5 separate regions of the Mus musculus genome follow, and regions 1, 3, 4 and 5 are each linked to region 2. A link is a contact called in public HiChIP or PLAC-seq and promoter capture Hi-C data. All regions are on one chromosome and are shown on one strand. The core of a region is the stretch at or near the end of the contact, and the rest is flanking DNA. Distances in the headings are between cores, read along the strand shown. Region 1 overlaps 9130019P16Rik (RIKEN cDNA 9130019P16 gene). Region 2 holds the start of Znrf2 (zinc and ring finger 2). Region 3 holds the start of Crhr2 (corticotropin releasing hormone receptor 2). Region 4 holds the start of Wipf3 (WAS/WASL interacting protein family, member 3). Region 5 has its middle 12 kb from the start of Mindy4.

The links. Promoter capture Hi-C pulls out the DNA fragments that hold promoters and counts their contacts. HiChIP or PLAC-seq counts read pairs in DNA pulled down with a chosen protein or histone mark.
Region 1: an H3K4me3 HiChIP or PLAC-seq map of embryonic limb bud shows a contact between it and region 2, with 3 times the contacts expected there. The contact joins the enhancer-like site here to the promoter of Znrf2 in region 2. A contact is called at or near these places in 5 of 39 promoter capture datasets (the 3T3-L1 cell line, 3T3-L1-derived adipocytes, frontonasal cranial neural crest and 2 more), 2 of 484 Hi-C or Micro-C datasets (the N1E-115 cell line and cortical neurons) and 3 of 115 datasets of contacts at active chromatin or transcription factors (embryonic limb bud and embryonic stem cells).
Region 3: a contact with region 2 is called in an H3K27ac HiChIP or PLAC-seq map of embryonic stem cells, with 2.4 times the contacts expected there. The contact joins the promoter of Crhr2 here to the promoter of Znrf2 in region 2. A contact is called at or near these places in 3 of 39 promoter capture datasets (the C10 cell line, embryonic stem cells and liver), 2 of 115 datasets of contacts at active chromatin or transcription factors (embryonic stem cells and pancreatic cancer cells) and 2 of 9 other capture datasets (adipose tissue and pancreatic islet).
Region 4: a promoter capture Hi-C map of stem cell-derived epiblast-like cells shows a contact between it and region 2, with 4 times the contacts expected there. The contact joins the promoter of Wipf3 here to the promoter of Znrf2 in region 2. A contact is called at or near these places in 2 of 39 promoter capture datasets (hippocampal neurons and stem cell-derived epiblast-like cells) and 1 of 115 datasets of contacts at active chromatin or transcription factors (pancreatic cancer cells).
Region 5: a promoter capture Hi-C map of liver shows a contact between it and region 2, with 3 times the contacts expected there. The contact joins the enhancer-like site here to the promoter of Znrf2 in region 2. A contact is called at or near these places in 7 of 39 promoter capture datasets (the 3T3-L1 cell line, 3T3-L1-derived adipocytes, the C10 cell line and 3 more), 2 of 484 Hi-C or Micro-C datasets (liver and nephron progenitors), 4 of 115 datasets of contacts at active chromatin or transcription factors (embryonic hindbrain, extraembryonic endoderm stem cells, kidney and 1 more) and 2 of 9 other capture datasets (adipose tissue and pancreatic islet).

What each region holds. Positions count from the first base shown.
Region 1 is chr6:54,386,253-54,391,368 of GRCm38.p6, reverse strand. The region is part of intron 3 of 9130019P16Rik (RIKEN cDNA 9130019P16 gene); the gene reads left to right. Among named protein-coding and RNA genes, the nearest start is that of Wipf3, 41 kb to the left of the region's middle. Within about 2 kb of position 2,303, at least 16 of the 459 cell types and tissues checked have an H3K27ac peak or open chromatin away from gene starts, as enhancers often do. A contact at or near this core is called in embryonic limb bud, where this site is marked.
Region 2 is chr6:54,814,605-54,819,529 of GRCm38.p6, reverse strand. Znrf2 (zinc and ring finger 2) reads right to left here and starts at 2,614. Exons shown (of 5, transcript NM_199143.2): 1 at 2,058-2,614. The coding sequence starts at 2,514.
Region 3 is chr6:55,130,263-55,134,812 of GRCm38.p6, reverse strand. It overlaps Crhr2 (corticotropin releasing hormone receptor 2), which reads left to right and starts at 1,797. Exons shown (of 13, transcript NM_001288618.1): 1 at 1,797-2,043. The coding sequence starts at 1,972.
Region 4 is chr6:54,427,672-54,432,765 of GRCm38.p6, reverse strand. Wipf3 (WAS/WASL interacting protein family, member 3) reads right to left here and starts at 3,080. Exons shown (of 9, transcript NM_001167860.2): 1 at 2,906-3,080. It overlaps 9130019P16Rik (RIKEN cDNA 9130019P16 gene), which reads left to right and starts at 2,545. Exons shown (of 14, transcript NR_033635.1): 1 at 2,545-3,445.
Region 5 is chr6:55,188,637-55,193,548 of GRCm38.p6, reverse strand. No RefSeq gene overlaps it. Among named protein-coding and RNA genes, the nearest start is that of Mindy4, 12 kb to the left of the region's middle. Within about 2 kb of position 3,333, at least 3 of the 459 cell types and tissues checked have an H3K27ac peak or open chromatin away from gene starts, as enhancers often do. A contact at or near this core is called in liver, where this site is marked.

The DNA of each region.
Region 1 (5,116 bases), core at 1,054-3,553, 430 kb after region 2:
ACTGGGCCTAACTTCAACAAAAGGTGCTTGTGAATTTAGTGTGTAGTGAGGAGCAGCCATCTGCACTCTTAATGGAACAAATCTCTTGCTAGGGCCACAAATCCAGAGTTCAGAGGTTGACACCAAGGTTACTCCACCAAATACCTCAGCATGTGGGCGGGAGGAGACAGTTTAAGGAGTTCAGAGCATCCGGGAGAAACAACTGACCACTAAGCATCATGGTTTGCAGTGCTGGTCATCCCTGGGAGATCCAGAAGGGGCTTCATGTGTTTGATGACAGTTCCACTCCAGCCACAACTCACAGCAAGGAGGACACATTCACTGAACATCAAATAGCTCGGTCTCAGCGCCTGACTCCCTCCCACCCTGCCAGTGACCCATCTGGGCACACTAAATACCCACATGAGAGCTGGGCTATAGCTCAGGTGGTACAGCGTTTGCCCAGAATGCACAAGGCTCTGGGTTTGAACCTTGGCATTGCATAAACTGGGGTATGGCGACACAGGCTTGTAATCCCGACACCCAGATGGAGAATCAGACGTTCAATGTCATTCTTCTTGACAAAGGGAGTTTGAAGCTAGCGTGAGATAGCGAAAATAAAAAGGGCTAAATAGAGACACGAATGATAGCACTGTCCTAGTGTTACTCTAGAAACTTCTATTTATTTCATGCATTCATCTCTGCTTTCTATACATCTGCAGAATCTGGCTCTATGTTGAGGCTTTTGATATTAGCTCTCCCTCTTCTGAAATGTTCTGTTCCCGAGTCACTATTCAACTCAGCACTTAAAAGAATGCTCCTTCCTCGTCTGTCTGTCCATCTGTTCGTCTGTCTGTCTGTCTTTCTCTCTCTCTGTGTATGCATGTGTGTGTGCACACTCATGCATGCGTGCGTGCATGCAGGTGCATGTGGAGGCCAGAGGACAACCTCAGGAATTGTCCTTCAGGCACTATCCAGTTCTTTTTTTCTTTTCTTTTTGTCTTTTTTCTTCCTCCCCCTCTCTCTTCCTTCTTCCCCCCTCTTTCTTTTTGAAGCAGTGTTTCTCATTGGTCTAGAGTTTGCCAATTAGGCAGGCTGGCTGGCCAGTGAGCATAGAGAGCCACTGCTCCATCTCCCTAGCACTTGGGTTACACATGTGTGCATGCCATCACATCTGACTTTTGCATGTGATTTTGGGGGATTGAATTTAGGTCATTGTGCTTATTAATAAAAATATGATGAGCCATGAATTTTTAATCATTAAAGCCAGGTAAGAGGCACACACATGAGTTCACCATTCTATTCTTTATGTATGCCTGTGTTTATGCCTGTGTGTATGTGTGTATACATTTACACTTGTGTGTGCTTTCACAATTGTATGCATGTGAAGTCCAGAGTACTAAGGTATTGGCTACTTTCTTCTTCTTCTTCTTCTTCTTCTTCTTCTTCTTCTTCTTCTTCTTCTTCTTCTTCTTCTTCTTCTCTCCATCTCCTTCTCCTCCTCCTCCTCCTCCTTTCTTGTTTTTGTTTTTTGAGACAGAGTTTCTCTGTGTAACCCTGGTTGTCCTGGAACTCACTCTGTAGACCAGCCTGGCTTCCAACTCAGAAACCTGCCTGCCTCTGCCTCCCAAGTGCTGGGATTAAAGGTATGTGCCACCATGCCCGGCTCCTCCTCCTCCTCCTCCTCCTCCTTTTCTTATAGTATATCTCATTGGCCTGAAATTCCACCTACAGCCTGCTAGCCATCTGCTTTGGGGTCTGCTGTGTGGCTATTGACCTGCTCCCTCCCTTCCTAGCTTGCTTCCCCTTGCTGACTTGGCTTCCCAAGCCCAGGGCAGGAGGAAGGAAGAGAGATGACAGAATTACAGTGGTCACCATGGTGACCTTGTATTCTCACACTAGTTACAGATGGCTCTTCTCCTGCGTGTCCTCATTCTCCCTGTGTTGTGGGTTCAATTCTCTTTCCTCCAAAGATAGGTGGAAGCTCTAGAGCCCAGTATCTTAGGATGTGACATTATTTGGTAACAAGATCTTTGCAGATGTAATTAAGCTAAAAGGGAAGTCTTCTTGGATTAGGATAGGCCCTATACCCAATGAGTGATATTCCTAAGAACACAGGCATTGGTACGCAGAGGAGAGCGCCAGGAGGAAGGCCATGTGAAAAGACAGTCATTTAGTTACAAGTGAGCAGACACCTGGGTTTGTGGGCAGCTGGCAGGCATTTGAAAGAGGTCTGGAAAAATTCCTCATAGAGGCAGGCCCTCCTCACACTCTGATCTGGGCCTCCTAGCTTCCACATCTGTGAAACACATTTCTTGTTTTACATTGCACAGTTTGGGGCCCTTTGTGATAGAGGCCTTAACCAGCAGACACACCCTAGTTCACTTGCCCTCAGTGCTGGTGTTGCTGCTGCCTGCAGACAATGGGTTCCATTCTTGGTTCCCCGCTGCAACCAGATCACTGCCCTTGCAGGTAGCTCCTCTTGGCCAGGACTTCAAAGGCTCTGTTCCCCAGATTTATCTTCGATGTGGCTCTTCTGGTCAAAGGAAATCTGTGTCCTCCTCTCCCACGTCCACTCCGAGAGCTTAACAGGCTCATTTCAGTGCAGGAGGGCTCCCCGACTCATCCACAAAGAAATTATTTTCCTGGATTTTTTTTTTTCACTCCAAGCTCCTGGTTGTAAGTTAAGTTAGCTTGTCATTAGCTCTGACCTCTCATTGATTAGAGAGCATGCAACAGGTCAAGGCCATTCTGGTGCTCAGCAGTGGATAATAGGCATGCTCCTGTCTCCGGAAATTTCTTCCAGTGATGTTTTAGAACTCTTCTCCCTACCCTGGCCTTTCACATCCTTAATATGTTTGTGAGTCTAAGAGCCTAGGAAGGGGTGTGGACCAGTGGGCAGTTCCCCTGGTTAGTCCTTCCGAGTAGCTGGCTTGTAGCCCATAAAGTCCTTCCTGCATTGAAGGTGTTCTTTTCTTCAGTGAGCATCACCACACTGTACATTGTAAAATCACTTTGTTTCACTGAACCATGTGTCCCTGGAGGTCCTTCTGGGACTCTGCACTCCTCCAGTTGAAGGCTTCACTGAACTCCCTGAGAAAGTTTTTTCCACCTTTATTTTATCAGCAACACTCTGATTCTCTTAATGTTTAGTGTGTGTGTGTGTTGCAAGCAATATGAAACTGACATCTCAATTTGTATGTGCAGTTGTTTCTCTGCATTAGAAAAAGACTGAATTGCCTAGTTATAAGCTACTGGCCTAAACCTTTTAATTCATTCTGCCCATTGCTCTGTGGCTGGCTTGGCCCCTTGAGCTTCCCTTTGCAGTGGGGTTAGACAGTTCTTGGAGTTTGCCTCCAGACATTCGGTTACTCAGAGCTTTCTGTGCTTTTTGAGCAGCCAGCCAATTCTCCCGCCCCTGCCTCCCTCTCACTTCGGTAGTGCAGGGAACATAGGCTTCAGCCCCTGCATCTGGATTTTTACATGGATTCTGAGACCCAACTCGGGTCATCAGACTTGCAAGACCATCCTTCTGCCTCCTAAGTCTTTCCCCTGTTCCTCCTTCAACTTACTGTATATTCTGTAAGGCAGAAATCAGGAAGCTGAAAACACAAGCTAGCAGATCCCTCTATTTTCGTGTCTTACCGCCTGTTATGTTGTGAATGCCGATTAGATCCCACAAACAGGATGTAGGCATTGGAAACTAGATGGTGGAAACTGGGCAGGGGCATCTTTTAGTTGCCTTTTTATGGACCCAGATCAGGCATAGGCATAAGTGGAGTTTGTTTCCTTCCCACCCTGGAAGTGGTCCAGTGTTCATTCTCCAGACCTGTGAGTGGCATGCAGTCATGCAGGAGCCATGGAATCGCGGCCCACTGACTCCTGTTTGGTCCTGCACCTCAGTTGGGAGGCCTTTTTCCCCCCTTATACTCAGGACTTCCAAGATAAGCGTCTTGATCTCTTGGTTTTGTACCTTTTTAGTTGGAATAGGTGTGGCAGGGTTCCAGACCGCTCAGTTCTACAGCATTCTGGGGTCATTCGTGGGAGTCTACCATATGGCCTCAGTCAGTTTCTCTGTATTAAGTCCCCTTCCACATACAGTCCCTAGGTGTGGTTTGCTTTCTCTTTCTGTATTGACTTGGCAGATGCAGGCTTGCCACATTGCTTCCCATTCTCAGTGATAGACAGGAACCCTGTTTAACCTTAGTTGCTGGTCTCAGCTTTCCTGTGGGTAGATCAGGTTGGTAAAGTTTTGGTATTCAGCACAAGAGATTTTTAATACACACACACACACACACACACACATCTGCACCCACAATGTAACAGGTAGTAAGGCATGAAAATAGAGGGATTTGTTTGCTTGTTTTTTTTAAACTTCCTCAACTTGCTGATTTCTGCTGTATATATAGTATACATATAACACACACACACACACACACACACACACACACACACACACACACACGAACTGACAACTGGAAGAGGGAAATCCTAAGTTGAAAGAGATCTCAGACTAAGAGGTCTATATCCTGCCTCTGGCCACGGCTCTACCCTGTTCTAGTCAAATGACCTTCAGTAAACTCCCTTTCTTGGGACTGAGTTTCTTTCTCTTTGAAATAATGAATTCCAGCTGTCTTCCAAAGCTGATTTTAGCTCAAAGACTCTGTTCCTACAAGGTCATTGTGTGTGATATTCATCAGAGGGCTTGGTGCTATATAACCTCACCCATCGAAGCAGCAGCATCCTTGCAAATGGCATGCTCACCCACTTGCTCACCAGCCTGCTAGCCGTAGTAGGCGCTAAGTTGCTTGCTCTGTCTGCTTGCTGTTCTGTTTTCTATTAATAGTAAATTGATGTAAAATTGCTGTTCCTGAGACTTGGAGATGTTGCCATTGGAAACAGGCTCAATTCATCCACATAACCATTAAAAAAAAAGCAAGGTAAATGTCATCGTGAAAATGGCAGTTTGTTTTCACAGACTATAGACACCACCCTTTGAATTTGAAGGCTGGCTCCAAAGGTGTATGTCCCCCCATTGCCAATGCTTGGGGCAGCAAGGGCTAGCCGTGTCTTTGACTCTTGGTGTCTGACACCATATGAAGAAGTCTAAAATGAACACTGGTCTTCCCTGCTTGTA
Region 2 (4,925 bases), core at 1,365-3,864:
GGCAGCACATCATGCCCCCTCCACCTCAGGAGGACTAGAAACGTGCTTCAGTTAGCTTTCCTCGTGACTCCACCCACCGACATACACACACAAGTCTCATAATTAAAGCCCCTAAGGATGGACTTCACTGTTTGTAAATAGTTTAAGGTCACCACAAGTTTGATCCCTTCTCAAGTAAGGTCATTTCTGATCCTCTTTAGGCCTTTGTCAACTGAAGTTTCTCACATAAATGATTACTTTTCTCAAATGTCCCAAGAATAATACATGTCTGTGATAGTTCTTAATGAACTGGAGGAAAAAGTTGAAACCATTCCACACAATTGATGACTTTAAGCCTCAACCTCAGAGATCTGGATGAGCAAAGCTACAAGAATTAGCTTTTAAAAAAAGGTTTGCATTCCAACACTTGGCAAATAGGTCTTGCCAGTTTTTTAGGAATAGCAGGAAGGCCAGATAGCTGCCTTGCTCCAAACAGTTACTTTAACAAAATAAAAACATACATACATACTGACGACTCTAGTCAGAGAGAATCATCAGCCCTGAGAAAAACTGAATAAAAGTAGTATTCAGTACATAAAATATTAACTTCGAAATACTTTTCCTAGTCCTTTTTCTTGTTCCTATTTGTGATGATAACTGCTCAATGAAACTTAATTTTAAAAAAATATTTTTTAAATGTACCATTACTCTCCAATTCTCAGGAAACTACAGTGCCTCAAATCACTTTAAGGACATATTCTTTTCCTCAAAAAACAAGATTTAAAAAAAAAATGCTTTAACTTTCAGAAACACTGCTGTAATTATTGACATTGCAGAACTTACCATAAAGCAAGTTATTTGTCAGGCTAGGTGTTAGCTCTGTGGTAAAGAGCTTGCCTAACAAGCTCAGTAACTTAGGTTACAGTCCCAGAACCTCACAAGCAAAACAAATAAAAACACTTAAAAAATAATAAAGGTAGCTAAAAGCTAGGTGCTTTCATACCAAGCGTGCAAAATACCATTAAGATGGTAGAAACTACACATGACATTCTCACGAACCAACACTAGCTTCTGATTGCTTTGGAACAGGAATCAGTAAACACTGCTTCACCACATGTCTTACAGTTTCAAACACATGAATAAAAGGGTTTTTAAAACTGAAGGGATGATCCGGGCGTGGTCGCACACACGCCTTTAATCCCAGCACTTGGGAGGCAGAGGCAAGTGGATCTCTGAGTTCGAGGCCAGTCTGGTCTACAGAGTGAGTTCCAGGACAGCCAAGGCTACACAGAGAAAACCTGACTCAAAAAAATACACAAACAAACAAACAAATAAAAAACCTGAAGGGATATAGTTTACATCATTCTGTGCTTACGTGTAAATGTATAATACCAGTCTCATACCGAAAGGAGGTGGCAATATGCGGCTAAGTTCACATTTTCAGGATCAACTGCACCCTTTCTCCTGTTTCAAACAACTTAATTAAAAGCACATCACTGATCTCTAAATTGTTCCTTAACTCTAGTGAACACCGCTCTTCGAAAGACCTTGCCCAATTACTGCCTCTATAGGTAGAGTTGTGATCATTATAAAGATTATCTCTTTAAATAACTGTTCTTGAACTTTTCCACAATCCGCTTCAAACTAAGCAGTAGTGACATTAGCCACACTGTAAAAGTAGCAGTTTCGGGGGTTATGAAGCAACACTTTGCATTAACACATTTAACCAGAAAACAAGTATCCAGTAAGTAGGCAGGGCTATTTACAGAGACGCAAGGATCACAGCTTTGTTAGGAGTCTATCCAAAGGAGAGATAACTTCCTTTTTTCAAACACTCAAACATCCACGTGAGTCCCTTCTGGCTTTGGGCCTTTAAAACTGCTCGCCCTTCAGCTCCGGGGCAGAACTACACTCAGCCACTGATCTCCCCTGACTTCCTGGTACTAAAAGCTACAACCACGAGGCTGTTTCGTCAGTTTGTTTTAAAACAATACTTCTTCCATTCACCGCGTTGCAAGGAGGGAGTGGGGGGTGCGCTTCCCTAGCTGGGGAGCCGCTGCCAGGGCAGGGAGCCGTACCTCCAAACAAGTGCGGGGAGAGGTGGGCCGGGAGCGAGCCGATCACCAGACGCGGCCCGCCAGGGCCCCCGCCCGCCGGCCGGTCCCGGTCCCTAGCGCCGACGCTGTCCTCTGGGCTGCTGTGCACTGAGTCCTGTGAGCCGTACGGGCCGCCGCCGCCGCCAGCGCTGGGGATGCTGAAGGCCGACTGCGCCGCGCGGCCGCCCGACGCGCTGCCCACCGCCCCGCCGAGCGAGCGGCTACGGGGCGCTGCCGGGGCCGAGGCCGCCGCCGCCGCTGCAGCCGCCGCGCCGGCCGAGGCGCTGGGCTGCTGCGCGCCGGACACCGGGGCCGCGAAACGGGCCGCCCGAGCGCCGTCCGCCCCGCCGCCGCCGCTGCCGGTCCCGGAGGGCAGGTCCGAGCCCGAGTAGGCACGGGTGCGGCCGTTGGCGGCGGGGCCGCTCTGCTTGGCGCCCATGTCCGCGCCGCCCCGGGCCGCGAGCGAGCGAGCGAGCGAGCAAGCGAGAGAGGCGGGACGCAGCTCGCGGCTGCCGCTCAGGTAGCCGTGCGGACGCGGTCGCTGCCGGGCCGCCGCGACGGGCCGCTGCCGCTTGCTGCCGCGCTTCGCGGCCTCCGCACCGCCTCCTCCCGGGCGGCCGCTGTCACCGCCGCCATCCTCCGGCTCCCCGGCGGCTCGGAGAGTGGGAGGCGCCCGGCCGGATTGGGGGCCGCCTCCCTGCGCGCCAGCCGCTTGCAACGGGAAAGAGGAACGGGCGGCGCGCGCCCCGGCAACCGTCGCCTCGCGGCCGGCACTGGAGGAGCGGCGGCCGAATCGAGGCAAAGCGCAGAGATTGGGTCCCGCTGCTCTAGCTCTGCCCTACAACTAGGCCGACCCGCCCAGGCCCCGCCCAGCATGTGGTGATGGACAGACCGGTGGCTCCGCCCTCCAGGAGACTCCCCCACCACCAATCAGAAGGCGGCCCCTCCTGCCGCACGTGGCCTGTGAGCGCTGAAGAAAACCAAGTGCACCTTTTCCTGGCTAGGGCGTTCGTGGCAGTATCCCGTGTCTGGAGCTTTGAGTGGGTAGATAATGACCTTCGTTGGTATTGTATACACTGATTAAGCAAACAACAGTCTCAGCAATGAAGACGATTTAAAACAAAAAACAGTACAGGAGCGAAGGACAGAACGAAACAAGGGGAAGGCTGAAGCCAACTTGATCAGAATTATGCTAGGGGAAGGGAAGAGCAAAAAATTGGAAGAACGAACGATAATCCAGCTTGACCTTCAAAGGCAGAGCAAAAACTGAGGTGCAGAGACTATCTTCTCCCGAGATCCAGCCTTCGGGCCTAACACCAAGCCAAATTATGCAGGCTGTAAATTGTTTTACCTTTTTGGACTTTAGCTTCCTTGCCCAGAATGTTTGAGTTAAATCTCCAGAGCGATAGTAGCTTTAAAATCTTGTGGGTTTCTCTAAATGGAACTTAACAGGATTCTAAATGCCTTCCTGTGTGTGGTGCTTGGTCTAGCAGGCTCTGACCCTCCCATTTGGCGGGTACTGGTAGCATTGTCTATGTGCAAGTGTGTTTGTACAAACTGCAAAAATGCACTGTCGCTGTTTTACGCTTTTGTATTTGTGGTGAGTCATTTAAGTAGTGATTCTAGACATTCTTTCAGAAGATAAGGGAATGGAGGGTTGTTTGTTTGTTTGTTTGTTTGTTTTTAATTTGTGTGTGTGTGTGTATAAATGTTTTGCCTGCATGTAAGTTCCCCACGTGTGCCTGGTGCCCAGACTGAAGATCAGACGAAGGTATTCAATCCCTTGGAACTGTAGTTATAGTTAGATGTCACATGGCTGTGCAGGGAATCAAACCCAGTTCCTCTGCAAGAACAGCTAGTGCTCCTAACCGCTGAGCCATCGCTTCAGCCACAAGTTGGACTTTGTAAATAGGAGAAATGAGGCTTTATGAACAGGCTGGCCTGTAGTGCCCAGCTTCTGGAGAGAATGAATCGTGAGGATCACTTGAACCTTAGAATTCAAGGTCAGCCTAAGAAACAGCAAAAACCAGTCTCAATGAGAAGAGGGAGAAAGAAAGAAGAAAAAGAGGAAGAAGGGAGAAGAATATGAGGAAGAAATGTAGTTTTACATATATATGTTTATATATGTGCATAGTGCGTGATATATAGTTACTCTGAGCTTTCATATGATATATCCTCTGAGCTTTCATATGATATATCCTGTATTACATCATGTGGTCAAATGCCTTTTCCTGCAGATGTTACCAGTCACCCCATTCCTAGGACTGAAGACAGTGCTGTGCAACAATGGCTTCATAGCTCTCATTAAGGTGTTCATTAGACACTCAACAGACTATGGCAGTATAGTAGCTTTTCAGTGAAAGAGTGCATTCATGTTTTCCTGTCATATTAAAATCACTCTTTTATTTTAAAAAAAGGGTTTTTACTTTTTATTTATTTGTATATATGTATGTACGTGTGTATGTATGTATGTGGCTACCTCAAGCTATGGCCTCATGTGGTGTCAGAGGACAACTCACAGGAGTTCTTCTTCCTTGTAGGTTCTGGGGGATTGCTGCCTTTACTTGCTTGAGCCACCACGCTGTCCCTAAAATGATTCTTGAAAGTCACTCGTACCCTTACATTATTGCTCTTTGACAGCAGCAGTGTGGAGGAGATTCTTCTCTGTCCTTTCCTTGGTCTGCTTCTCTTAGGGCCTTCTCCTCTCTCTCCAGATAGTAATCCTATGAAGACTGTGTTTTATTACCAAGCAGCTGGGACTTCACTTACAATCTGTAGCTTTGTCACACCCCACCAGTTCTTCACACGTAAGAAACTTGTTCTTAGGTGTGCTCTTAAGTGTTCCTTAAG
Region 3 (4,550 bases), core at 548-3,047, 320 kb before region 2:
CTCCTTTCCCCTTCCCTCCCCTTCCGTTCCTCTTTCCCTTCCTTGGAGACTGTGGTGTTTGTCCTGAAGATGTCCTCTTTGACCTTGGCACCCACTGTGAGACAGGCACCAGGTGTGCTCCACAAAGAGGACTCAACAAAGCTGCACACCCTCCTCCGCTGGTCCAGTCAGCTCTCTCCGAGCCTACAATTCCAAATACTGTTGAGCCCTTTCCTCCTGCAAGAGCCCCCTCTGATCGGGACCATTTGCCTGAGTCTAGTAACGTCACTTCCTGCCTAGGACTTGGGAAAGAAGTTCCCTCCCTAACCCCTGTCATCTCCAAAATGAACAGGAAGTCTGGGCCATTGTTCCTCAGAGTTTCCCTTGAAGATTTCCCTTGTACCAAGTGACTTAGCTAGGGGTTTATGGCTGTGAAGAGATACCATGACCAAGGCAACTCTCATAAAGGAAAACATTGAATTGGGGCTGGCTTACAGTTTCAGAGACTTAGCTTATTATCATCATGGCGGGAAGCACAGCAGGGTGCAGGCAGACTTGGTGCTGGAGAAGCTGAGAGTTCTACATCTCGATCTGAAGGTAGCCAGGAGGCGGCTGGATTTGTTTCACACTTGGTGTAGCTTGAGCATTTTAGACCTCAAAACTTCTCGTCCACAGTGATACATTTCCTCTAACAAAGCCACACTTCCTAACAGTGCCACTCCCCATAGGCCAAAACTCATGAATCTATGGGGGCCAAGCCTATTCGCACCACACCAACCATGGAGCCAAGTTCTGTGCCAAAAAGGAGGGAAAAGTGAAGAGGAGACAGGAGGGGAAGGCCACACTCATCCAGGCAGAGAAAAATCAGAGAACAGTTCCTATTTATGAGCCTTGGCAGGTCCCACTGAGGCTCTGAGATTGGAGTGAGAGAGAGAGAGAAAGAGAGAGAGAGAGAGAGAGAGAGAGAGAGAGAGAGAGAGAGAGAGAGAGAAAGAGAGAGAGAGAGAGAAAGAGCAGGATCAGGGAAGAGAGTTGCCCAAGGAGATGGAGAAGAGGCCCTGGAAAGCCAGTCATTAATTATTTTAGGCAGAACAACCAAAGGAAACAGAGTTTCTGAGTTCTCCATAGCCTCTATTGCATGGCTGTATCTCCAGGAAAAGCCTGACCCTCTTAATCACATTCCTAGAATGCCTTCCCCTCAAAGCCAGGGGACAACCACTGCTTAAGCTTTTAACCCCTGCACAATAGGTCCACTTGTCAGGAGCAAAGCCTGTGTGCTCCCAAGCCCTGCACCTGTCACCTTTCAGAGCAGGGATGCGCAGCCCCACCTGGTTCTGGGACTCAGGATCTGCATCCCAGCACTGGAGTCCAAATCCCTTGGAGTTTCCCTCCCCCACATGCTCTTACTGTTTTGGTTTGTGTTGTTGTTGTTTTGATATAATTTCAAACATACAGAAGAGTTGTGCAAGACTGGATCACACTCACATTCCCCACTGTCCAGGCCTCCCCATGTGAGCTACACCAACATGCAGATTTCCACGCTCCTCTAGGCTTGTGGGCCAGTTTGAAGAGTAACTTGGGTAACTGGGATTGCTCAAACAAGTGGGGAGTCCTGGTCCCAGTAGTCTCAGCCAACCCCCATGAATCCTCGGGCCCTCCTGGCTCTGAGGAGCTACAGCCCCAGCAATACTGGTGGGAAGACCATACACACTAAGCCCTGCTCTGGGAACTGGAGTTTGTCCCCTGGCCGCCTGCAGAAGTTGCTGCCCAGAGCCAGCTATAAATAACCTGGAGGCGGCCGACTGTGGGGTGGTGTCACTGCTACCCTGGGGGAGGCGGGTGAAGAATGCCCTGGTGCCCAGGGCTTTACCTTGGTGGGTAGGTCGGGCAGGGTAGGACAGGCCTAAGAGAGAGGCCGGACAGACCTCCTTTGGAAGCAGCCACTTCTGGTCCCCATCCCTGGAGCGATCGAGCGGCAGGATCTGCTGTCCCATGGGGACCCCAGGCTCTCTTCCCAGTGCACAGCTTCTCCTCTGCCTGTTTTCCCTGCTTCCAGTGCTCCAGGTAAGTGGGTGTGCTGGGGCTATGACAGAGGGAAGGAGGGAAGTCTCATGTCTTGGTGGCTGGGTAGCACTGGGGGTCTATGTCTCTGAAAAGGAGACAGAGTCTCATACCTAGATGGGACAGAAAAAGAAGCAAGGATACGAACGTCAGGCAAAATGAGAGAGGAAGGCCTGTGAGGCTGAGCATGGGGCTCTGAGGTGACACCATCCTGGGTGGGACTGTCCTGTATGGTTAATTCTCTAGATATGCTCTGCTGTCAAGCCTACCCTGCAGCTCCTTCCCCCACATCTCTCTTCTCTACCCTTTCCAACAGAAAGCACTCCCCTCACCCACCACTGCCTGTCTCCACCGCTATGAACCCCCAGTATCAAATGAGCCATGACCAGAGAGGGCCAGGAGAAAACCTGCCTCTACTGGTCCTAACCCAGAAGCAGTCCCTCTGAGGAGTTAGTATGAAGGATGGTGGAGAGAGAGAGAGAGAGAGAGAGAGAGAGAGAGAGAGAGAGAGAGAGAGAGAGAGAGAGATCTGAGGAAGAGGGTGTGGAAGAAATCAACTGCCAAGTGTTTTTTCATTTTACATGTGGAGAAACTGAGGCCCAAAGAGCAAGGTTACCTTCCTAAGACTATACTTCTCATGGAAAAAAAAAAAAAACTACCTTCAAATCATCCCAAGAGACAGAGCCCTGGAGTAACTTCAGGGATAGCATCTTAAACCTCAGTGCCCCCAGATGTGCTAGGACTGATCCATTAGACAGTCATTCCAGACACGCAGTGAACGTCTGCTATCTGAGGCACAATGGCTTTTGCCAGCTTGGACAGGCTCCTCAAACTTACCCAGCCTCAGTTACCTTAACAGGAAAAGAAAGATACTCCCTCAACAGGGTCACCCTGGAGAAGAACTGGGATGACACATGTCAAGCCTTGAGGCACGGTGCTTGCATGGAGAAAACTCTAGTTGTGGGTGCCAGGGGTGAGGACATGAGGGTCCTGTCCTACCGGAGGCCCGGCTAGGGCCAGGAAGTGGGTACCAGTCTGAAGCATGGGCCATGAGTCTCAACACCCTTCAGGGCCAGCCTAGGCCCATCTGTGCCTTCTCTAAGGTCCCCAGCCTGAGAGAGAAATGAGTACCTTGCCCAAAGTCACCTCAACGTATCAGCAGCTGGAGAATAAATACACCTTGGTCTTTCTGATGGCCCCACCCCACCCCCAAGCTCAACCTTCTTCTCCCTGGGCCCTCTTGGTAATAGGATTGGTTTCTGGGTGCTTGGCCAACTATTCTGAGATTTCAGCCCCCAGGGAAATGGGAACTTGAGAGCCAGGCAGCAGTGTGGTGGAAAAGCAGCGGGAGCATTGTGGCTCCAAAGGGGACCTAGCATACAGAGGAAGAACACGGCCAGCCGTGCAAGCCCACCCTGGGCATCTGCCTGTTGGGTTCCCAGGCAGGAAGGGCCCTGTCAGGAAGAGCAGCAAAGAAATAGCTATGTTTGTAACCGGTATAAATTGGGTCCAGAGAAAGAGATAAAGAGGTGTGAGAGACCCCAGTAGAAGGCTGAGGGCCCTTGCCTCTGAAAGAGATCTGCACCCTGGGCACACAAGGAGAACTCTAAACTGGAGTAGGGCTGAGGCTGGTTTCCAGGAGAGAGGTCAGGATAGGAGAATACTCCTCCTCCAGAGCCTGGAGCGTGTAGCCAGTCTTTGAACCTGGACTTGCAGCTTATCTTCCAGGGCCTCTGGAGGCCGCAGAGAAACCGTGTATCCTGCATGCCAGAGCGTGTGCTGGTTTCCCAGACGAGTGGTCTAGATAGGGTGAGCACACTGGGTGACATGTTCCATGACTCCTAACTTTTTAAGTAAATCTTCCATTTTGGATTTCACATTTTGGTATTGTGGGTGTTCTCTTCACTTGAGCCAGTGCCGTCCACGTAAATATCCCAAATTCTTGGGAAACTGCCAAGTCTGAAACACTTGCAGCCCTGCAAGCAAGCACGGCAAATGAAAACACTCCACCTGCCATCCCTCCAGTCAGCTGCACCTCTGGGATGGCTTCAGGAGCCCAGGTTCTCCCAGCCCCTCTCCCTGGGATGGGGAAGCTCTCTCTTGAGGTCTCAAGACAACCTCCTACAGCCCCTTTGCTGGTTTTCATCCAGAGAAGGCCCAGCAAAGGGAGGAGACACCGAGAAGTCTGGCTGCCTTCAGATAGCTGTAGAAAACTGGACTTTACATAACTCACTCCATCCTCTCTCAAAATTGAGGCCTGGCCTTTAATACCACCCTTCTCCATTACCACACACACACACACACACACACACACACACACACTGTCCCTTGCCAAGAGTGCAGTATACCCAGGGCCATTTCCCAGAAGCTCTGTCATCTAATGCCTGCCCACCAAAAATTTAACTCCATTTGGAGTGTTTTCTAACCTAATCAGCTAATTTAGTCTCTTTGGGCTTTGCCATTTTGCCAGTGTTTAAGTATTTCTTTTTTTCTGAAGCAATTTGTCTGCA
Region 4 (5,094 bases), core at 1,831-4,330, 390 kb after region 2:
TGTGAAGCCAGAAGCGTGTGGTAAAACAAACATGTTCCCATGTCTCCAAGTTTGGGACTCAAAGCAGACACAGCAGGACATTCGGTCATATAACAGGGCAAATTTCCCAGGATGTCACTCTTTATAATGTGACTTTGTCCTGAAAATTTATCACATGCATACAAGACATTTTATTTATTCTATTAAGTTACGTTTTATAAGTTGATTTTACATTTTTTTGGTTTTGATTTTGATTGTTTTTTGTTTGTATGTGTGTGCGTGTGTGCGTGTGTGCGCGTGTGTGTGTGTGTGTGTGCGTGTGTGCGTGTGTGTGTGTGTCACTGAACTTCTGGAGGTCAGAAAACAATTTGCAGGGTCAATTCTCTCACCACGTGGATTCTGAGGGTTGAACTACAGTTTTTAGGCTTGGCACAAGCTCCTTTACCCACTAAGCCATCTTGCCTGCCCTTTAATAGATGTTTAAACTTTAGCACTGATATCTATTATATCTGTCAAGCATAGAAGGCAGGGAAAGTTGAGGCTACCTGGTGAAAACCCTGTCTGTTCTTCAGTGCTAATTGCATTTGATGTGGCGGCTCTCTCTCTCTCTCTCTCTCTCTCTCTCTCTCTCTCTCTCTCTGGCTCTATTATCCCTTTTGTGTGTGTGTTGGAATGACTGCAAAATCTCAACCTGTACTCTACGGTTGCTGAACAATAATCGCCTAAAAAGAGCGTTGCCAGGCTGGGCCAGCTGGCTGTCTCCCATTCCTGAAACTGAATGTTCTTAGACACACGCGCTCTCCTCCGCCCCTTCTGCTGCCTGCTGACTCAGTGTAGCACCAAGTCACACTCCCAAGTGCCTGAAACCGAGGCTCCTGGAAGGACTAAAAAGGGGTATACAGCAGCTCTACCAAGGCAGCCTGACATCTCTGCGCAGATTTGGGCACCAACAATTGGATGTGGGCGGTGCACTTCCAGTTTGAAGTGTACAGACCCAGGTCCCTGTCCTCGGCACACTCAGCTAACCCCTGTCTCTTTGCATTTCTCATCTGTGGAAAGGCACAATAGTTACAGGAACCACAGGGCTTGAGTTAATGCATATGGAAGCATCTACAGTGCCTGGCCATTTCCTGCTACTTCCCCACTGGTTTTCTCTCCCCTGTCCTTCTCCCTGTTTTCCTGATTTGGTTTTGCTTTAAAATGCATCTCTAAAGTACATTAGCTGGCAGACTTCAGCAGCCTGTGCCCTGCCATGCCCAGTGCCCTTCAGCATCAAATATCCACTTACGTTGTTATTGAAGTAAAAAAAAAAAAAAAAAAAAAAAGCCCCAAGTGATGTGCACAAGTCTAAAGCACACAACTTCCTGAGTTTCTATGTATGGGGAGCATGTCTAGACCTAAAGTGCCTTGAAGGTCTGCCCAGGCCAGTAGGAAGCCCAAAGGCAGTCCACTTCTGACCTCTACCACTACTTTACAGTTTAGAGAGGACAGCTTTTAGGAGAAGGCTGGGACTGGACAGGTAGTTTATCAGTGGAAACTCTGATCTTGTAGAACACTAGGACTCATTCCCAGCACCCACATAGTGGTTCAGGGACATTACATCCTTAACTCTAGTCCAGAGGATCCAGTGCCCTCTTCTGACCTCTAGGGGTTTCCTGGCACAGAGTCGTGCATAGACATACATGCCCGAAAAATACTTACATAGAAAGTAAAAGGAGTGAACATTAAAAACAAGGCTAGAGTGTCTGATGATTATAATACTAACTGGCAGCAAGAAACCCTCTCCTGGCCCTCTCTGAGGTGACGAAGGCAAAGACAGTGAGGCACACAAGCTTTTAAAGTCACACAAGTCTGCCCAACAAATGCTCTCACTTACATCCAAGGACCCCAGGCACAGAAGAGGAATACCACTGTCCCACTGGAAACTTTCCTCAGAGAGTCCCCAGACTGTGTGTGTGTCAGAGATACTTCTGGTTTTTCCTGAGGCCATTAGACAGGCTTCCTGGGTTTCTGGGCAGAACATCTACCCAACTCAGGTTCTCACACTCATGGCAGACACTCCAAGCACACAGAAGACATTGTTTCCACAGGGGAATGGATGCCTGGCATCCTACAGGAGAGCGTGTTCTTCTCCCAAGCTTGCTCCCCGTGAGCTCCTGGCTAGGTATCCGGGGGAATGGCCACAATTACCCAGTCCCGCACACCTCCAAAGGACTTTAAAGGCCATTTGTGGCCAGATGTAAATGGCTAGAGATAATGGATAGACAGACACATACACTCTCTGGCTCCTGACCTAGGCAGGCTTACAGATAAGCCTCGGGGAGTCAGGACTCAGCTCCTGGCCCGACTCTGTCACCAGGAACTGTGTGACCTTGGATAAGTCACTTTTTCCCTCAGGAATTGGCTTTCTTTCTGGGAAATGGTCCAGTATCCTCAGTCCTTGTCTGATTGTGCAGGTTCCCAGATCTCTCCTAATCGCCAGGGACCCTTCCTTAACATCCCCAACACAAGCAAGATCCGCCCTTTTGTTCTCAGGGGAGGGGTGGGGGGTGACGTGGGGGAAGGGAAGCAGAGCCCCCTTGGGGCATCAGACTAAGAGGCCTCCGTGCCAGAAGCTGATAACGGAAGAGTGCTGTCCTGGGAGGTCACCAGGGAGCCCTGAGGTGACCTGGTGTAGCCATGGTCCCTTTCCGACCCGTGGCGGGCAGGGAGCGAGTGGTTGCCGCTAGGGCTGCACGGAGCAGCTCCCAGACGTAGTCGCGGCTGGGGACTACAGTTTGGAGAGGGTCCTGGGCACTCTCACTCACCCAGCGTCTTTGACAACGCGGGAGGCCACTCTACCTCGGGACTGTCCCCAATACCCTCCGCGACAACCCCAATCGGCCACTTACTTAACCCAGGGCCCGGACGCGAGCAGAGCAGCTACCTGCAGCTGGCCGTAACCCGGCCGACTGGACTTTAGCTGGCGCCTCCGTCCCCGCTGTCCCCGTCGTCTCCGTCGTCCCCGTCGTCTCCGTCGTCCCCGTCGCCTCGAGGATCCCGGCTGGGCTGCAGACAGTGCCTGGCGTTGCTTCTGCGCGCCCGGCTAAGCTGGACTCTGCGCTCCTCGCTCGCTCCCAGCCGGGCTTAAGCGCTGCCGGGACGCGGAGGCGGAGCCGCCGCCCCCACCTGCTCCTGGCGGCCGCCCTGGAGCCTCGCCGCCCAGCGCACGGGGACGCGGTCCAGAGGGCGGGGTCGCTCTGGCACCCAGGAGGCGGTCCTGGCTGCGCGGCGGCGCAGCTCCCAGGTACAGAGTCCCGAGTGTGAGCCACGGGGACAATGGGGCCAAGGGCTGGAGTTCCCCTGCACGCCACCTCGTCTATATATTACAAACATTTCTGAGCCCTCGCTAAGCCCCAGACAGCGCGTATATGCAAGGGGACAAAAGGAGAATGGGACAGCCGGTTGTCCCGATGAGCACAAGCAGGTACTTACAATACGGAGCCAAGAGAACATCCAACGTGTACAAAGCAGAGGGACACCCAATTCAGACCTGGGCTTGAGAGGCAGGGGTGGGTGTGTGGGTGGAGAGAGCTGGGGGGCGGGAGGGGGAGGTAGAGAAGCTTGCTCTCAGAGATAGGTGAGCACAAAATATCCTGGTAACACAGGGAGGTAAGTAGCTTCCGGTGGGGCAGAAGTGGGAAGAAGGCAGTTTGAAATCTAGAGTGAAGCGAGTCTGTCCCATTTCCCTGTCCGGCTGTCCAGAGCTTGGAGAATGCTGGAGATTTATGCCTGAGGCTCCTGTGTACACTCAGCTGCTCCAAGTGCAGCAATTCAGGCTGGCATTTCCTGCCTCTCACATCTTAGGCATACTTGTGTTCTGGTTCGAAAAGGAAGGAAAGCTCAATTTGCAGAGAAGAATTATTTCCATGGCCATGTAGAAATCCCACCAGGTCTTCTACGGAGCCCCAAAGCACAAACTAGTTGCATGGCCAGTCATTTATCTTACAAGCTGGGCGGTTTCTGGAGGATATACTAATTCAGCTTTTTAAATGCTTGATTCAAAGTGATGGTGTCTGCAGAGTGGGGCTATTTGGGGCTGAAAACATCATGAAGTTGTTGTGTTCAAGAACCCAGTGTCTCATGGCACAAGTGGTCCTTCTTGCATCCTTTTTCTCTGGACATTGCAACAGGATTCAGTCTCTGGGAGCCACGTTCCAAATACCTAAGCCGCTCTCCCCATCGTCTCTATGGACAGAATCCAGAGTGATGACCAGTTAAAGACTAAAGACTATAGTGCCAGTGCCTTTCCTGATCACCGAGACTTTCTTAGCACACTAGCTGAGTTCAATTCCCAGTACTACCAAAAGAAAACAAAGCAAAGCCCCTCAAACAACAACAACAACAACCATAATAAACCTTATCAAAGTTAATATAGTAGGAATAGATGAGATAGCTTGGCTAGTAAAGGCACTTGTTACCTGGCGACCTCCATTGGATTGATAAATTGGAAGTGGGAGTTGTGTGTATCTGTGTGTCTGTCTGTCTGTCTGTCTGTCTGTCTGCCTCTGCCCTTCCATTCCCTATTCTCTTTATGCTTCAGTATCTAGTGATGCTACACCTAGATTTTAACCAAGAAACAACTAATGTGTTACCACCACTATCTACAACAGAGTAGAAGATGGAGACAGTGTGGTGTTGCTAAGCACCTGAGACAAAGCCAGCAGCTATCCAACTCTGGTCTATTTATTAGATGGAAAAAAAAAATGCTGTTTGTATAAACCACTGATATGGGGGCTTCTCTCTCTCTCTTTCTTTCTTTCTTTCTTTCTTTCTTTCTTTCTTTCTTTCTTTCTTTCCTTCTCTCTTTCTTACACTAGTATTTATTTATTTACTACCCATTTTGTTCCAAATAGGAGAGTCCTATTTGGGAAATAACAGTTTTTAGAGGTCCAATCTTACAGTTAAGTGTATTTCTAGTGGAAAAATGTAACTTGAGAAGAATAAACCTTCCCATCTCCTCCCATCGTTCACCAAACACCTGCGGTAGCTCACTTCCAGGTGTATGTTTATGATGGTTCTGCAACTTCTTGGGATCTTTAGTAGAAAGGTACCAAGGAAGCCCAGGTGGTTTGC
Region 5 (4,912 bases), core at 2,084-4,583, 370 kb before region 2:
CATAGGAAATTACTCAACTCTATTTTAGGAACCAAAGTTCAGGGTGTACTGGTTAACTTCTCTTAGCTTTTATTAAATGGTCGGTTTGTACAGACCCCCTCCAGCCAACTACTTAGTGTCTGTTCAGACTGTTGACTTCTGCGAAGCCCTTCCTGCAACTGCTGAGTGAGATGCCAGAACATGGTCTCTGCTTTTTAAAATCCCATGTTTTAGACACTGGGGAGCACACCTAGGTCCCCAGATACCTGGGTGTAGTCCTATCTGACTGGAACAAAGACTTTCACTTGGTCCTAAACTGTGTCATGTGGTCCGCTCTGGTGGCCTACCCACACAGTGGTGCCTCCATCCAAGCTTGTCTCTACACATGAAATGCACTTGTACTTAGCATGGCGGACTGTTAATTTATATATCTTAATCTTTAACAACTCAAAATGAGTTAGTAACTTTTATAGAATTAAGATTTTATTATTTTATCCCTTGTTAGTTTGAGCCTTAGAAAATTGTATTTTTTAAACTAAAGATCTTTTGGTATCAAAATAAATTTTAAGTCATAAATACAGTCCACAGAAAGACCAGGAACCTCATCTTACAAAGAACGACAGTTGTTTATGACTGAGTTACTTTAAACGACTAAAGCTTAACAAAGTTAGCAAGGACATAAGTGATTAGACATACATCTTGAATCCGTTTCTGTTAGCCTAAGTGGGCCATTCTAAACTTAGGAATTTATAAACCTTAGTCATGAAGCATGTGTTGTCCCAGATCCTGCTTTCCATAAACTGTGTTTGTGGTTTTGTCCTTATCAGTTACTTTTCACTCAGGACAAAAAAATCATCCCACAAACATCCATCCTTATCCAGGACATCCTGGAGACATGCTGCTGCCCCGAGAGAGAGAGAGAGAGAGAGAGAGAGAGAGAGAGAGAGAGAGAGAGAGAGAGAAGCAGAGGCTCAGAAGGACTGGTTGTTTTATTGGTGCTTTGAGAGTTGGTTTGTACCAACTATCCAGGATGGTGATGAAGTCACATGGCAGGTCCTCTCTTTAACCTGAGTAAAGATGATGACCAACCACATGGTTGATTCTTTCCTGATGTCATCAGCCAAGATGGCAGCAAGCCACATGGCTGCTACACATACCCAGACACACACACACAGGCACACACACAAGTACACACACATGCTTTTATTCCTTCAAAAACATCTATTTGCATAAGCAAGAGTTGAATCCAAGTTATATATGTAGTACTTATAGCCCATATAGCAAATTACTATCATCTATATAAAGACTTTTAACTATTAACCCTTTTGTTACAATTTGCTTTTTTTTTAAGATTCATTTTTTATTATGAATACAGCATTCTGTCTGCATGTATGCCTATAGGCCAGAAGAGGGCATCTGATCTCATTATACCTAGTTATAAGCCTTCATGTGGTTTTTGGGAATTGAACTCAGGACCTCTGGAAGAGCAGACAGTGCTCTTAACCTCTGAGCCATTTCTCCAGCCTTGCTTCAAGTTTCAAACTGATTGTCCTATTACAGATTTTACAAATCTTTTAAAAGTCACATCTAATGAACTTCTAAATCCTAAATGCAGAAAGTTGAAGTTTACAAACACTTTGAAGGAAGTAAATAAAACTCGGGAAAGGGGAGTATTCAGAGAGCTGAGCACCTGCAGTTACACTTTGTCATCTGTGACCTCTGCTGGAATGGCTTGCCTCTGAGCCGCTGTCATCCATACATCGAGTGTCTGCCTGCGTTGCTGTGCTTTGCTCTCCCCTAGCACAGAGTCAGGTGACCAGCCTGACCCAGGAGGGAGATTTTGGAAGAAACTTTGTATTAAACAAACAAGCTTGGGTCAGGAGTGGCCAGAAGAGCCAAATCCTCTCTCTAGAGACAGCTGTTTAATAGAGTAGAATGACATGAAACTATTTTTTAATATTATTCATACCAAAAGATATTTGAACCTTTGCAAGACTGAGCCCAGTGATCTCTGCATCCATAACCAGTTTGTGTATGTCTGAAGATGGCAGAAAACTTCAAATGCTTAGAATGTATTTTAGGAATGGTAAAGATACAAGCAACGTTTTTCCAGGCTTAGAGAGGCAGAAACAGAAGCATAAGGTAAAAGAGGCATAAAGTAAGAGTTCTATGCTATCTCAGAAACTGTAAAAATATAGGCTTGGAGACCCAACAGAAACCGTGTATTCCAGCTCTGGGCATGGTTATAAACCAGAGCCCTGAGAAAAAGTAAAGTAACCTGGGAGTTTTATGGAGGAAGGAGTCTTGGATCTACTACTATTCCATCTTAGGGAATTATCTAAATCACTTTAGATATTGAAAATTGAAAGTTCTGAATTCGGGCCAGCAGTGTCCATTTGTCTAATGTATACTGGTGCTGTATTCACATGAAAGGGTGAAGGAGTCTAATTAGTCTCAGTTCTTCTAATTGGAGCTTTTTTTTAAAAGATTTATTTATTTTTATGTGTATTGGTATTCTGTCCGAATGTGTGTGTGAGGGCGCCAGATCTCCTGGAACTGGCATTACAGACTGCTGCAAGATGTCATGTGGGTGCTGGAATTGTACCAGGGTCCTTTGGAAGAGCAGTCAGTGCTGTTACTCACGGAGCCATCTCTCCAGCCCCTAATTGCAGCCCCTTTAGGTTATCTCACAAACAGACTATAGTAGTGCCTATTGGCACAGAAAATTTGAAACCCATACCAGGTGTGGGACCAGGCAATAAGAGGGATTAACACCCGGGGCACTCCTCATCAACTTTTACACTGACCCACGCAGGCATTCTGGGGGCAGTTTGGAAGACCAAAATGCTGAGAGAAATGTAGACAATGAAGGTCATGTTCTGTGCATGTTCTAAGAGTCTGAGTGAGGCTGAATTTAAAACAAAAACAAAAAACAAAACAAACAAACAAAAACAGGAAGAATTTGTTTGTCGGGTGACATCTGAAAACAGGATAGCGTTTAAGCCGAGTCCTGATAATTACTGTTCTTACCAAGTCTGAGGTAGGAGAGGTAACAAACAGGTAAAACAGAAAGATACAAAAAATGTACAGCTTAGTGGGTTTAAAGTCACACACAAGACAGGTACAAAGAAAACAGCTCTAGTTGTTGACAAGATTCGCACAATTTCAAGAGATGCCTCTTTTAAAGGGACAATTGGAACAGTGTCCTGAAGGCAAGACCCCATCCACCAAAGGCTTATCAATCTTGCAAAAATGCAAATCGATTTGAAAACAGAGAGCTTAATAAATAACTGCCCAGGGGCATACTTCACCAGGATCAGCACACTTTGACTGATGCAAGTGTGGTCGTAGGGGACCAGTCTACATATTGAGCAAAACTTGGCAGCAGCATCCGTGTGGTACTGATTTTACAGACATGAACTATACAAGAGTAAAGGGGTCATGGAGGTTTGCAACCAAGATTCCTGAAGGCAACTGAGGCCAGGAAATAAGTGGCAGAGTTGGAGCCCCTGTAAAGAGAAAAGCCATTGCATGAAGCTGTGAATGTGAAGCCTAAATTGTAATGGAGATGTCAAGACAGTAGAATATCTGCAAACAAAATCTGTAGACATGGTCCAGAGGGGATATGCACTTCAGCAGTAGAACTGGGGGTGGGGTTACCCATGTCTTTGAAACCCAAATAATTTCATCATGGGTTCCATAGTCAGATTCGGAAATACAAGATTTGGTGTTTGCCCTGCTGGTTTTGGTCTTTCCCTGTTCCAATCTTTCCTTGTCTCAATTCCTCCCCTTTGGAATAGCAATGTTTACACTGTCATTGTAAGTTGGAAATAATCAAGTTTTAAAATTTTATTTTTAGGGACTTACTGTTAAGAGGTTACATTGGGTCACATAAGACACTTTGGACTTCTGAATAGTAGTGGGACTGTTAAAGATTATGTGAACTTTGGAATTTGGAATAAATGTGATTTGAATCATGAACTGGTCATGAGGTTATGGGGCCCAGAGTGGAATTTTGCTGTTTGAGTGTAAAAGGTGCTGGTTAGCTTTTGTCAATTTGACATAAGCTGGAGTCACCTAAGAGGGAACTTCAGATGAAGAATTGCCTCTATCAGGTTGTCCTTTGAGCAAGTTTGTGGGCCTTTTTTTTTTTTTTTTTGAATGATTGAAAATGGGAAGGCTCCACTAGCCAATAATCAGCATTTCTTCTGTGGTCTCTGTTCAATCCCTGCTTCCAGGCTTCTCTTGAGTTCCTGACTTGAGTTCCTTTAACAATGAAGTATAACCTTCATTGAAAATAAGCGCTTTCTTTCCCAACTTGCTTCTGGCTGATGTCTCATAGCAACAGAGACCTTAACTATAACAGTTCCCTGACCCCATAGGCTCATGGGTTAGAATATTTGGCCTCTAGATGACAGTTCTGTTTTGAACGGTTGTGAAACCTTTAGGAGGTGAAACTTTGTAGGGAAAAAACCAGATCACTAAATGTGAGCCTTGAAATTTTATAGCCTGGTCCCACCTTGTGTTTGCAGTCTGCTTCCTGACAGCAAACACAGCGTCCCCTCATGTTCCCAGCCCTGTGCCTGCCCTACCTTGATGAACTATAGTCCTTCTTAAACTGTGAGCCAGAATAAACCATCCTTAACTTAAACAGCTTGTTGCCATGCATTTGGTCATAAGCAATGAGACAATTCATGCAATAGGATTGAATTGCTAATTCATAGAAGCTGCCTTCCTTTAGGGAAGTTAGAGGTAGGGACAAGAAACAGTGAACAAAATGGTCATACTCCCCTCTTGTTCCTCATCTGATTCAGAGTCAGATGTCACAGGTTGACCACACAGTTCTTTTCCTCTCAGCTAAGACTCAAAAGCAAACAATGTAAAGCAAGAAAGAAGCCATATTTTAGTTAATATATGTGGAGAGCCGTGCAGT